2 separate regions of the Mus musculus genome follow, and region 1 is linked to region 2. Evidence: chromatin contacts called from public promoter capture Hi-C data. All regions are on one chromosome and are shown on one strand. Each heading gives the region's core, a stretch centred on a gene start, on an enhancer-like site or on the middle of the called end of the contact. The rest is flanking DNA. Distances are from core to core; before and after follow the strand shown.

Region 1 (6,560 bases), core at 90-2,589, 1.6 Mb after region 2:
TGTGTGTGTGTGTGTGTGTGTGTGTGTGTGAGCGTGAGCGCTCATGTGGCGGGGGTAGGGAGGGATGACCAAAGAACATACAGCTAAATCAGGGGAGACATCAGGCACTTCCGGACCCTTCTCATCCCACAAGCCTGTGCCCACTGGGAAGTTTCCAGACATGAGTGGAGCAGGCTTTGAAAGCAAACACTTCCAAATGGCAAGGGTGCGGGTACTCGTTGAGAGACGGTAACGAGAAAAATCAGCGACTTTTGAAAGGGGACACTGCCCGCGTCCCTTCCTATTCTTGAATGGGTCAAACAAGGAGACGATTACGAAATCAGTCGTCCTCTCTGAATTTGACTTTTAGAATCTTCCAAGTCTACGCATCCCACAATTCATTTTGGTCTTGTTACAAATGGAAGGGTGAGACTGGAAGGACACCTGTTGAGGCCTGTTTTTTCTGAAGGGAAGGATTACACCAGTGCCCTCTGGCAACCCAGCTACCTTATCGCTTAGGCAAATTCCTGACTTCCCCCCAGTCGCAGCCTCTGTGCAGTAGAACGGAGACTTTAATCCACTTTAGGATTCTGAGGCCATTCAGAAGAGCTCAGCAGCCTTAAGCTCTGGCCCTGTCCCATATCAAGATGGCATAACCAGTTTGCTATCAGTTCTCTTAAGTCCAAGTCACTTGTCTACTTCTAGAAGCAGAACAAAGGTCAGCTCGAAATCACACCTCAGTCTGATTTGGAAAAATCTCTGGACTGGAGCCTTTTGGACCAGTCGAGGTTGTCCGGGACAAGATATGGGACAGAATTAAGGCCAAAACATTTTACGTTGGAGAGCCCTTGTACCCTCCTTCAATGCCACCGCTGATCCACCTCAGGGCTGGAACGTAACCCGCCAGGCTCCCCACCAAGAAGTACGACCCAAGACGCCCCTAGATGCAAAGCTGTTGGGACTCTGGCCAGCCGCCGGCGTGGGGGTACAGGGCAACGCCCCTAGTCCGCGGGCGGCCGTTCTGCTCACCTGTTGGGTCGCTCTGGCTGGCAGCGCCAGCCGCCCAGGGAGGCTGCAGCAGCAATGGCAGCAGCAGCAGCAGCGGCGATGGCGGCCTGAGGCTCCTGCCAGGGCTGCGGTGGCACATCGCTCCTCCGCTGTGACCTCGGCCTGGTTGGATTAGGTCCCGCTGGCGCCGGCGGTGGCAGCTGTTGCAAGAGCCGCACTTGAGGATGGTAGCAGGGCGCTGCGTTGCAGAGGCCGGGCCGATCTTAACTTTCTTCTGACATTAGTCTTGCCTGCTTGGGCGCTTCACGTGGCCTTGGGAACCAACCTTCGCCCTGCTGAGCCCCAGGCTAGGAGAGGCGGATCCTTTCCGTCTGGTCTGACCCTCCAGCCACCTGTGGGCCAGGCCGGGAAAGTTCTCTGTCGCGCTTTTGGGAAGTGCCGGGGCTGTGCTGCTTTCTCTGGTCGCCTCCTGGAGGGTGGGGCTCAGGGCTAAGGAATCAGTTAAAGGTGGCCTTGGTCCCTGTAGCAGAGGATAAGGAAACCGAGGCAGCAGTGGGTCGCATGCCTCCCCGTAGGTCGGATTCTGTGGCCTTCTGTCTTCTCAGGTCCCTCATCCGTCAGGAATCAGGGCTTCTTGCGCCAGCCTGTCTGACCTCAGGAGCTCAACACCTCCAGACCTTAGCTTTGTGTCTTCATTGGGCGGAGCTGATTCACGCGGGGCTAGAAGCAGATCTACCCCTGAGCTTCCATAGAGACCCATGTCTGGGCAGGACTCGCTGAAGGCAACATTGTGAAGTTGGCCAAGGGTGCCCTAGGTGACATTGTGAAGTAGGCAACAGACTTCAAGCTGACTGAGCTCATCTTTTGCTACTGAACCCAGGCAAGCAAACCACTGTAGCTGGGTTTGTAAAGCGTTCCAGAAGTCGAGGCAGGAGGATTAATGAAAGTCTGAGGACAATTTGGGCTACTGAATGAGACACTGTTTCCAAACACCAAAATATAAAAAATCCAGATAAACAAATAAATATTTTTTAAAAAGTAATGAAGAAGTGCCTTTGTTAGAGGAAGAAATAAATTTGTCATTGCTAGAAATGACACCTGTGAATTATGAAATACAAATCACAATTTCGTTTGGTAATATTCATTTAGTGGAGAAAGAAGCTGCAGGCATTGTAGGGACTGTACATAAAATAAAAACGAAGGTGAACGGTACCTTTGGGTCCTATGGCACGTGGCTAGTGAAGTGTCACCCCAAAAAGTGCAGGTGTGTCTCCATATCCCACTCTGTGACCTCACTGACCCTTCTGATCCAAGGAGACAAGTGTTCAGAGGAGGTGACTCTTTCAGGATGCCTGATGGGGGCTGGGCTCACCCACCTGATGGTTTGCTTGCCGAGTATTTATTGACTTCAGTGTTCCAGGATAGAGCCCTGTATGACACCGGGTCTGTAGAACACCAGACTAGTCGATGAAGTGGTTGGCTTGTTTTGAACGAGCAGTTTAATTGGATTAGACTTTCTTAAACTCAGTACTGTTGAAATTCTGTCCAGTTATGAGTGAGCATATGTGTGTGTCCGTCCGTGTGTGTGAGTGTGTCCTGTGCACTCTGAGGCCTTTAACATCCTTGAAAGTGCCTCCAGACCACGTCCAGTATTCCCCAAGGTAAAAAGTACTAACCTAGCAGAGCACTGTTACAGTAATTTGTGGTACATTTTGACATACTTAAATTGCGTTTTTTAAAAAAGATTTATTTATTTATTATATGTAAGTACACTGTAGCTGTCTTCAAACATTCCAGAAGAGGGAGTCAGATCTCATTAAGGATGGTTGTAAGCCACCATGTGGTTGCTGGGATTTAAACTCACAAGCTTCGGAAGAGCAGTCGGTGCTTTTAACCGCTGAGCCATCTCTCCAGCCCTTAAATTGAGGTTTTTAAACATCCAAAAGAATAGTGACAGCCAACTCTAGGTGAGACGGTCCAAGGATATTGGTTTCAAAATTGCAACTGGAATGAATAGGGCATAAACCAGAGATTTGACAGCCCTAACGGGCTAGCCTCAGCCACCCACCCTGTGACCACTAATCTTAGTTGTCCACTTGACACATCTCAGAAAAAGTAACTGAGGAATTTCCTCCATCAAATTGGACGATAGGCGTGTTGTGAGACACTTGTCTGGTTGCTGATTGTAACCAAAAGGGCCAGTCCTGTGTCAGGACCATCTCTAAGCAGGGTGGGCCTGGGCTACATAAGAAAGGCCACAGAATAGGAGCCTGGAGGCCAGGCAGTAAGTGTTCCTCCATGGCCTCCAGGCTCCTGCCCTGACTTTCCCTCAATGAAGGGCTGAAACCCGAAATACACTCTCTCCTACTCAAGTCAATATTTTATCACAGCAGTCGGGGAGCAACTAAAACACAGCCCCACTACACTCATGAAAGAGACAAAGAGAAGGGCTTCGTTTAGTACAGTTGCCTTGGGAAGATGAACAAAGGGATTCAGTCACCCCGAATTCACCCTGTATAGTCCTGGTTGTCCTGGAACTCAATCTGTAGACCAGGCTGGCCTCAAACTCAGAAATCCGTCTGCCTCTGCCTCCCCACTGTCCGCTGAGCTCTAGCTTTAAATAGAGGGGAAAGGGTACGAACGCCAAGCAGTCCTGGTGATGGTACCCTCTGGCCCATCATTGAAACGCCATTGTTTGGTTCCATTTTCTCCTGAGAGTCCTTAGAACAATGTGAAATCTCAGGAATACAAACCCTAGCTTTCTAACCCTAACTTTGAGCTCTCCTTACCCCATCCCCTCTATGGCTAGCACCAGGCCTCAGTCTTTCACTTGCCACAGTGTGAGATTCCTAGAGAAATTCCAGTCTCCTGGAAAATGCTAGTTTCACTAAAAATGAATTTTAAGACATTCCCTGGTCCTTTTCTTCTTCTTCTTCTTCTTCTTCTTCTTCTTCTTCTTCTTCTTCTTCTTCTTCTTCTTCTTCTTCTTCTTCTTCTTCTTCTTCTTCTTCTTCTTCTTCTTCTTCTTCTCCTCCTCCTCCTCCTCCTCCTCCTCCTCCTCCTTCTTCTTCTTCTCCTTCTTCTTCTTTCTACTTCTTTTTTATTAGATATTTTCTTCATTTACATTTCAAATGTTATCCCCTAAGTCCCCTATACCATTCCCCTGCCCTGCTACCCAACCCACCCACTCCCACTTCTTAGCCCTGGTGTTCCCCTGTACTGGGGCATATAAAGTTTGCAAGACCAAGGGGCCTCTCTTCCCAATGACGGCCGACTAGGCCATCTTCTGCTATATGTGCACCTAGAGACACAAGCTCTGGGAGGACTGATTAGTTGATATTGTTGTTCCACCTATAGGGTTGCAGACACCTTCAGCTCCTTGGGTGCTTTCTCTAGCTCCTTCTTTAGGGGCTCTGTGTTCCATCCAATAGATGACTGTGAGCATCCACTTCTGTATTTGCCAGGCACTGGCATAGCCTCACAATCCCTGGTCCTTTTCACTTAGTGTTAGAGTGCTTGCCTGGCCTGTGCTGAGGACCTGGGTTCAATCCCCACCTCCAGAGACTAGCAGTACACGAGGGAGGAGCCAGAGCAGTAGTAGGAACACAGTCTGTTGGACAGACCCTCCTCCTCTCCCCCACCCCCTCCCCCACCCCCCAACGACCCCAACACACACACTACAGTCTCTCATTCCCCTGGAAACAAAAAACACCAAAACTTCGTCCCTCTTTGGGATTTAGAAGAAACGGAGGTGCTTGGAGGGATAGCTGCCCCCTCCTCTTCAAAAAAATGGCTTCTTCCTCTGGCACTGGGTGGAGACACGACATTCATCTCTGCTCCAAAGATTAGAACATTACATCCTGTTGTCCGCAGTTGGCCCTGTCAACCGCCTGGCCCAGAGGCTGACCCTCTAGAAAAACTAAGTTACCTAGGAGCCGGGCTGTGGTGGCCCACGGCTTTAATCCCAGCATTTGGGAGGCAGAGGCAAGCGAATTTCTGAGTTCGAGGCCAATCTGGTCTAGAACGTGAGTTCCAGGACAGCCAGGGCTACACAGAGAAACCCTGTCTCGGAAAGAAAAAAAAAAAAAGTTCTGACGGGATGGGAAGGATAATAATCCCTTAGTGTCTGTCCCCCAAAGCCTTTCTGGAACCGCACTCTCCAAGGGCGTGCGCCACGCCCCCTTTTCTGAATTCCAACGAAAGCAAAATAAAACGAAACAGAATTTTCTTTTCCCCCTCTTTTTCTTCTTCCCTTTTGGACAGCAGCCCATGCTTTCCCTGGCACTCTGGGCTTCCTCACTCTGTCTAAAGTCCTCCAACTCCTATGCCTTGATTTCTGAACACACTGGCCTCAGACTTAAGAAGGCAATCGCTTCTACCTCCTCCTAGCAGCTACTGAGATTTATAGCTTAGCTTGCCTGTCTGCCCTGTCCTGTTATGTTTCTTTCAAACTCTAAACAAAACAACCAAAACAACAACAACAACAACAACAAAAAACCAAACAAACAAAAACATTCTTCAAGCTTCATTCTGAGTCCATTTTTAAATTGTTTTTTTAAGTTTGTTTTTTCTAAGTCCAGGTTATAGAATTTCCTAGAAGTTGCATTTGTTTTTAGATTTTAAAAAAAGCTATATTTAACTCACTGAGAGAGGCATGTGTATGCTGCAGCACTTGGACGGAATCCGAGGGTAACCCTCAGGAATTGGTTTTCTCCTCACACCATCTAGGAATCAGAAATGGAACTCAGGCGATTAGACTTGGCTTGCTTGCCCATCTTTCCAGCCCCGGATGAGCCCAAGACAGAACCCTGACTTGCCGGTAACTACTGTGCCCCAAGGAAATGGCTAAAGGGCATGCGGTGGCCACTTCAGCAGTTCCACAGGGCCTCAGGGTCTTGACAGTGGGCAGCGAACCCTGACTGGCTGGGCCATCACCCAGAGCAAAGGGAAACAGGAAGGAGGAATGATATCAGCATTCAAAAGTTGAAGCAAGCCAGGCAGTGGTGGTGCACGCCTTTAATCCCAGCACTTGGGAGGCAGAGGCAGGTGGATTTCTGAGTTCGAGGCCAACGTGGTCTACCGAGTGAGTTCCAGGACAGCCAGGGCTATACAGAGAAACCCTGTCTTGAAAAACAAACCAAGCCGGGCGTGGTGGTGCACGCCTTTAATCCCAGCACTCAGGAGGCAGAGGCAGGTGGATTTCTGAGTTCGAGACCAGCCTGGTCTACAAAGTGAGCTCCAGGACAGCCAGGGCTATACAGAGAAACCCTGTCTCGAAAAACCAAAAATATAAAAAAACAAAAAGAAAAACAAACCAAAACCAAAACAAAACAAAAAAGAAGAGTTGAAGCAAAAGGTTCATGAACTCATGGCCAGCCTGGGCTCGTGGAACCTAGTTCAACAACACAAGAAACACAAAGCCACACAATTTACCCTCTGGTTGGAGAAAAATGTTTTTGCTTTGTAATTACATAATTCCATATGGGTCTATCGTAGTTAGATTAACTGTCAATTTGGCACATCCTAGAATCACCCAAAAGGGGTGGGGGGAATCTTTTTTTGGTTTTTTGAGA
Region 2 (7,089 bases), core at 1,955-4,454:
CCCTGAAATTGGAGAGACAGACAGTTAGGAGCTACCATGTGAGTGCTGGGAACTGAACCCAAGTCCTCTGAAAAAGCAGCCACTCTTAACAGCTTAGCCATCTTTCCAGCCCCCTCTCCCCTCATATTTGAAAAGATAATGTGCTGAGATGGTGCTATTTGGGATCTATTGGGTTAAACAGATGATAAAGCAAGTTCTTTTTCCCTCTCATTTCTTCTCCTTCCTTCTTCATTTTCTTCTAAGGTCTCACTTTAGAGTCCAGACATGGATGGCACTTGATATGCAGACTTGAACCCACAATAGTCACCACACTTCATTCTCTCCATTGCTGGGACTATGGCCATGAGCCACCACGCCCAGCTCCCTATATCTTTTTACTTCTTATGATTCGACCAACTGCTGTTCCAATGTATACAGGGTTCTCTAGAGTCACAGAATGTATGGAATGTCTTTCTATATTGAGGGAATTTATTATGAAACAAAGCTAGTTATTTCAGCTGGTCTTCTGTAGAAGTGGATTCCAACAGATGTGCTGGCAAGTAAGTGCAAGCGTCAAGGAAGAGCGAATCTTCCTTTTTCCAATGTCCTTATGCAGGTCTCCAGCAAAAGGTGTGGCCCAGGTTAGAGGTGTGTACCACCATGCCTGGATCTGGGACTTGTTTCGTCCTAGGCTGACCTTGAACTCAGAGATCCCCTTGCCTTAGTCTCCTGGGATCAAAGGTCTATACTACCTTGCTTGGGCCAAGCTTTTTTTTCCTCCTCCTCCTCCTCCTCCTCCTCCTCCTCCTCCTCCTCCTCCTCCTCCTCCTCCTCCTCCTTCTTCTTCTTCTTCTTCTTCTTCTTCTTCTTCGATTTACTGATTTACTTTGTAAGTACACTGAAGCTGTCTTCAGACATACCAGACGAGGCATCCTATCCCATTACAGATGGTTGTGAGTCACCACGTGGTTGCTGGGATTTGAACTCAGGATATTTAGAAGAACAGTCAGTGCTCTTAACCTCTGAGCCATCTCTCCAGTCCATCCATGGTTCTCTTGGATACTGGTCTAGCTTCAGTTTCTATAGATGAGATTGTAGAAGTTTAGAGAGAAGCCCTTTCCGGTCTCATCATTCCCCAAGCCCTTTCCCCAGGCCCCTGTCTCTTGGTGAACCCCAGGAGAGGAGGAGAACTTGACGACCTCTGACCTGCAGGCCACAAGGGAGATGGCCAAGTTAAATATTGACTGCGGTTTCTTAGGTACGAGATCAATAGAAATATAGACTCCAAAGATTTAGGTTGTTTTGGCTCTGGTGTTTGAACCAGTACCTTATACATCACAGCATAAGCTCATGAAGAGTCTTTCTATTGGTGTGTGTGTGTGTGTGTGTGTGTGTGTGTGTGTGTGTATGTGCGTGTGTGTGTAGCACTCACCATGGTCCTGTGTGTAGGTCAGAGGACAACTTTACAGTCTTGGTTCTCTTCTTGGACTTGGTTGACCTTCATGCCGATTTTGGGAATTGGACTCTGGTTATCAGGTTAGGCAGCACGTAGTTTATTGGCTGAGCCACCTTCCCATCTCCTCTGCCTTTTTGAGTCAGGCTCTTGAGAGTAGCCCCCCCTCCCCCTTTCCCGTTGCCCTATATCACCTATGTGGCTCAGGCCGGTGGCCATCTTCCTGTTTCAGTCTCCCAAATGCTGACTCGAACTGTCATTTGCAGCAAGTCACCTTCAGGTGACCTCAAACTCCTATGTAGTAGAAACTGGCCTTGAAGTGTTTTTCTACCTGCTTCTACCACCCAAGTGCTGGCGTTACAGAGGTGCCCCGCGCCAGGCCTGGCTTGTTACATTTTATTCTTTTCTTTTCTTTTTTTGAGACAGGGTTTCTCTGTGCATCCCTGATTGTTCTGGAACTCACTGTGTAGAGCAGACTGGCCTCCAATTCACTGAGATCTGCTTGCCTCTCCCTTAGGAGTGCTGGGATTAAAGTTGTGAGCCCCTACCATCTGGCAAGATTGTTTGTTACATTTTAAAAAGCATTTAAGGGTGTGGAGAAAAGTGGGTCTCAGCCCCTTGTAGGGGTTAAACATCTTTTTCACAGGGGTCACCTAAGCCCAGTAAAAAGCACAGATATGTATATTAAGATTCATAACAGAAGCAAAATTACAGTTATGAGGTAATAACAAAGATAATTTTATGGCTGGGGGTCGCCATACATGAAAAATTGTATTAAAACTGAACTAAAGCACTTAGAAGGCCTGCTCCAGGCCTTCCCTACTACCTAAAAAGCTTAGTTCCCCCGCTGCCCACCAACGCAACCAACGGGGTAAACCTGGTCCAGTGCGTTGACATTCCAGGACTTTTTGACTACGGAGCAGGCAGGTTTCAGCCGGACTGGCCTGATAATGGATGCGCTGCGGGCCCCTACCTAAGCAGGAGGAATCAGACACCAAAGGCAAATTCCTTCATTTCAAAATTTTATCTGGCGTCTCTGTTCCTATCAACTGCTTTGTCAAACTTTTGGAGAGGTGGTTAAAAGAAAGGCGATATGATCTCTCAGTCAGGCCATGCTAACTTGGCTATGCGACAGTTCCAAGAAGGGCCTTGCTGAAGCGTCTCAACTTTTCCTTGGTCTTTACTCTTTAGCCGCGACTGGGGGACCCACAGGAGAGTGAGTGGCTGTCTCTTCCCATTTAAACTTGGCTTCTCCCTGCTCACCGGAGGAAGGAGTGGGTGATGGAGAGACAGGTGCCGCCAAGGGGAAATAAAGACCAACTTCTCCCACAGAAAGTAACAAAGGAGCTGCCTGGAGCTGCTGGCTTAAGTCTTTGCCCTTGGGGCCCTATAGTGCCCTCAGGGAGGATGGGTGTGGTTCCCTCCAGGAGATGACAGCCAGCAGCGCTCATCCGTAGCTGGGTTCACCGTGTGGCTCTTTTCATAAGGGCGGGAGCTCTGGGACCGACCTGAACACTCGTCGAGAGCTACGCCTGGCAGTCTAGGGTGCTTCCCCCGCAACCCCGCCACCTATTTCATGAGTGACTGTGCTTCTGACGTCAGGGAGGCTTTCAGTTCATTCTCTGGCACGGTGACTTTATTTTCACAACAGCGAGAAGTGCCGCGGAACTGGATTAGGCGTGTCCTCTCCCTCCGCCCCGCCCCCGCCCCTTGTCCCTCGGTTCACCCTCTCCCTCCCTCCGGCGACAGAAGCCTTTATAACCGCTTTGCGCGGCCAAGGCGGGATCCTTGTCCCAGGACCTGCCCAGTAGCCAGGGGTTGAGCGCTCTCGCCTTTCACGCGTGAGTCGCAAGTTCTCGCTTCACCCCGAGCGCCGCGGCGCCCAGGTAAGAGGGGTTTACCCAGGAGCGCGCTCCGGGCCCCAGTTTTAAATCCGGAGAGTGGGGCGTGGGGAGCCTTGGGGAAGGAGAACTGAGACAGTACAGCCCGTGATGGACTACAGCTGGCTAGGAGAAACAGATGAAACCGAGAAAGGAATGTCCTTAACTTCTCTCACCTCTGAATGTGTTCTCTGGGCTAAAACAGAGGGGAAAGACCAATCAGCAAACAGTTAGAAACTGTAGCACAGGCCTGTAATTCTGCACCTGGGAGGTAGATGCAGAAGAATCAAGAGTTCAAGGCCAGCCTTGACTCTACTGTGAGTTCCTGGTCAGCCTGGGCTATATAAGTCTCTGTCTCCAGATACAAAACAGTAGTTTAAAATACCAATATTAAAAGAGAGGTCCGTCTTGAACTGTACTAGGCCCCTCCCACAGGTTCTATGTAGCCACTGGTGGGTGGAAGATGGGCTATGATGCTTTCAACTCCCATCTGAGTTTCAAGGGTCTGTGAATGAATAGAGGGGTAGAGGGAGAGGATGCCAGCCGCTTCCTTCCCAAAGGAGCGAAGGCCGTGGAGGTCAGGAAGTGACTCACCTCAACGCCCCCCCCCCCTTCTCATGTGCGTGTTGTTCCTCCACCCCATCCCTTACTTTTCCTGTTGCCCCAGTCTCTAAGACCCTGTCTCTCTTTAACAAGAGGGGGTGAAAAGCTTGTCTTCCCGGAGGAGAAGAGACACAGGCAGGAGGAGGCTGGCAGATCACATTGAATGGAAAGACAGGAAACAGCAGTTGTTTTTTTTTTTTGTTGTTGTTTTGTTGTTGTTGTTTTTTTTTGTTTGTTTGTTTTTTTTAGACATTCAGGCTGGCCTCGAGCTTGTAACCACCATTCTGCCTCAGTTTGCAGAGTGTTGGGATAACAGGTATCGGTCTCATGGTAGAAGGCTCCCAAATGGCAAAAGCCTGCCTGGAAGCAGGTAATTGAAGGACCATCACCGTGCCTGCCTGCCTTTTCTCCAGGCAAGTGTCTGAGGCTTTTGTTGAAGCCTGGTGAAAGGTTCTCTGGAAACAGTCTCTTCTTTGCTCTTTACTGAAGGAGAATTCTTTAGCCACTTCAGATACAATGGCCTGGGAAGGTGGAGGGGAGGGTGAGGCCAACACTTCACCCTTAGGGGTTTTTGTACTGGCCATCACTGATAGAGAGAAGGAAGGGGAGGGGAGGAAGGGTTGGGAGGTGCCTTAGGATCAAAGAGGGAATGGAGAGGCTGGCCCCCAGGCCCAAAGGGAATGGCCACAGCTGTCTCTGACTTCCCAAGAAAAGGTCTCTACCTGGCTCCAGGCAGCCCTGTGTTTCCTGGTTCTGCAGTCATTTATCCAGCAGCCACCTGCCGCCAGGTCCTTATGCTGAGGAGTCGTAGGCAAGCGTCTTTTCTGTGTGTAGGTCCTGCCTGTCTGTAGTTGCACAGTATCCGTAAGCAGCAGGTTGAAAAAAATGTGCGCCTTCATTCCATTCTTGAGAGGTAATTGAGGATAACAGAGTGTGAAGAGGAATGTGGATTGGGGATTTCTGCTCTTTCTGAAGATCCACAGAGAGCAGGGGCAGTGGGTGGGGGCAAACAGAACAGTTTTTCACTTGAGGGGATCAGAGCAACGCTGGCTTTTGTTTGTTTGAGTGCTCTCTCTCTCTGTCTCTTTCTGTCTGTCTGTCTCTGTCTCTGTGTGTCTCTCTGTCTCTTTGCCTCTGTCCTCTCTGACTCTCTCTCTCTGTCACTGACTCTGTGTGATTGTCTCTCTGTCTCTGTTTCTCTTTGTCTCTGTGTCTTTCTGTCTGTCTGTCTGTCTCTGACTCTGACTCTGTGTGTCTCTCTGTCTGCCTGACTGTCTCTGTGTCTCTCTTTGTTGCTGTGCCTCTGTCTCCCTGGTGTGAACACGCCACACTGCACATCTGGTGGTCAAAGGACAACTTGAGGGAATTAATGGTGTCTTGTGTGAGGAACTTGGGTCCTTAGACTTGGCAGCAAACACCTTTACCATTGAGCCATCTCGCCCATTGGTGTTACCCTTTTAGGAAAGGGACTCAGGTAACCATGGCTGACCTGGAATTCACTGTGCACACGAGGCTGCCCCAGTCAGATCTACTTCTGGTTTCTGAGTGATGGAATTACAGGCCTGAGCTACCCTCTGAAAGCCCAGTGTTTGCATTTTTATTGCTCCCCTACCACCTTTTTTCTTTTTGAGTCGAGGTTTCTTTGTGACCCTGACCAGCTTGTAACCCACGATATAGCCTGGCTGGCCTGAACTCTTGCAACTCACTCTATGGCCGGGGTTGGCCTGAACTCTGCTTCCCAAGAGCTGAGACTCAGGCATGCTCTACCATGCCCACCTTATCCTTACTTTTATAGCCTGCCTCCTTCCCTTCCCTTCCCTTCCCTTCCCTTCCCTTCCCTTCCCTTCCCTTCCCTTCCCTTCCCTTCCCTTCCCTCCCCTCCCCTCCCCTCCCCTCCCTTCTCCTTCTCCTTCCTTCCTTCCTTCCTTCCTTCCTTCCTTCCTTCCTTCGAACAAGGCTTGATCCATTGCCCTGGAGTATTTTAATCTCACAGGCTCAAGTGCTTCTCCTCTTTCACATCTCAAGTGGCTGGAGTGCAGGTGTGACCCAAGGCACGGAATCTGTATGTTTATTTTAGAATTTCAGATCACTCTGTTCTAAACTGCACTCAGTTTTTGGCAAACATGTGTGACCATTTGGATAGATTCCATCTGATAGAGAAGGGGTAGCAACTATGGTCTGTTGTCCAAAGTGGCCCATACGTTCGTTTTCTTCCTTCTTAATGACGAGTTTCATGGGGATCTATTAAAACTCATTTGCTTTTGTATCATTTGTGGCTACATTCAAGTTACAAGTTCATGGCTTCTAAAAGCCCCTGCCCGGGGCATGGTGGGGCATGCCTTTAATCTCAGCACTCCAGAGGCAGAGGCAGGTGGGTTTCTGAGTTCGAGGCCAGCCTGGTCTACAGAGTGAGTTCCAGGACAGCCAGGGCTATACAGAGAAACCCTGTCTCGAAAAACCAGCCAACCAATAAATAAATAAATAAATAAATAAATAAATAAATAAATAAATAAATAAATAGTAAAAGCCCCTGCTACTTATAGCTGCTATACAAAGTGCTTGACAAGTGCAGATTCTGAGAGTGTGAATTCTTTGGTTAATAATGGAGATATGATTGGTATGAAGATAGACAGTGTTTCTGGTAAAGTATCCAGAAAACATTCTCGTGATTTTGCTGGTTATTTATTTTATGTATGGCATCTGCCGAGGACTAATTTAAAAAAGTCTATAGGGGCTGAGGAGATGTCTCAGTGGGTAAGAGAGAGTGCTTGATGCGTAGGTATGAGGATGAGAGTTAGGATCATGAGTTAGCACCCGTGTAAAACCCAGGCCATGGCAGCAGATGGCCATGCATGGATGCAGAGGCAAACAGATCCCGGGAGTTCCCTAGCCAGCCAGTCCAAGAAAACAGTGAGCTTCCTGTACAGAGAGACTCTGTCCCAAGGGAAGAGAGCCATAGAGGAGGACGTTTAGTGTCCTTCTCTGGCTTCTGCATGTTAGCACACAGCCACACATACATGACGTACATACATTTTAACGTCTTCTCATTATGATGCTTTTCTTCTTTACCGTGGTGGATCTCGGATTCATTTTGTTTTGTTGGTCTGGGTTTTACCTTGAACTTGCTGGGAGCCCAGGTGTGTGCCATCACACAGTGATTTCTAGTATTTTATT

What was found. Promoter capture Hi-C pulls out the DNA fragments that hold promoters and counts their contacts.
Region 1: a contact with region 2 is called in a promoter capture Hi-C map of second pharyngeal arch cranial neural crest, with 5 times the contacts expected there. The contact joins the promoter of Plbd1 here to the promoter of Gprc5a in region 2. A contact is called at or near these places in 3 of 39 promoter capture datasets (cranial neural crest, hippocampal neurons and second pharyngeal arch cranial neural crest).

What each region holds. Positions count from the first base shown.
Region 1 is chr6:136,660,554-136,667,113 of GRCm38.p6, forward strand. It overlaps Plbd1 (phospholipase B domain containing 1), which reads right to left and starts at 1,340. Exons shown (of 11, transcript NM_025806.2): 1 at 1,009-1,340. The coding sequence starts at 1,126.
Region 2 is chr6:135,062,458-135,069,546 of GRCm38.p6, forward strand. It overlaps Gprc5a (G protein-coupled receptor, family C, group 5, member A), which reads left to right and starts at 3,205. Exons shown (of 4, transcript NM_181444.5): 1 at 3,205-3,318.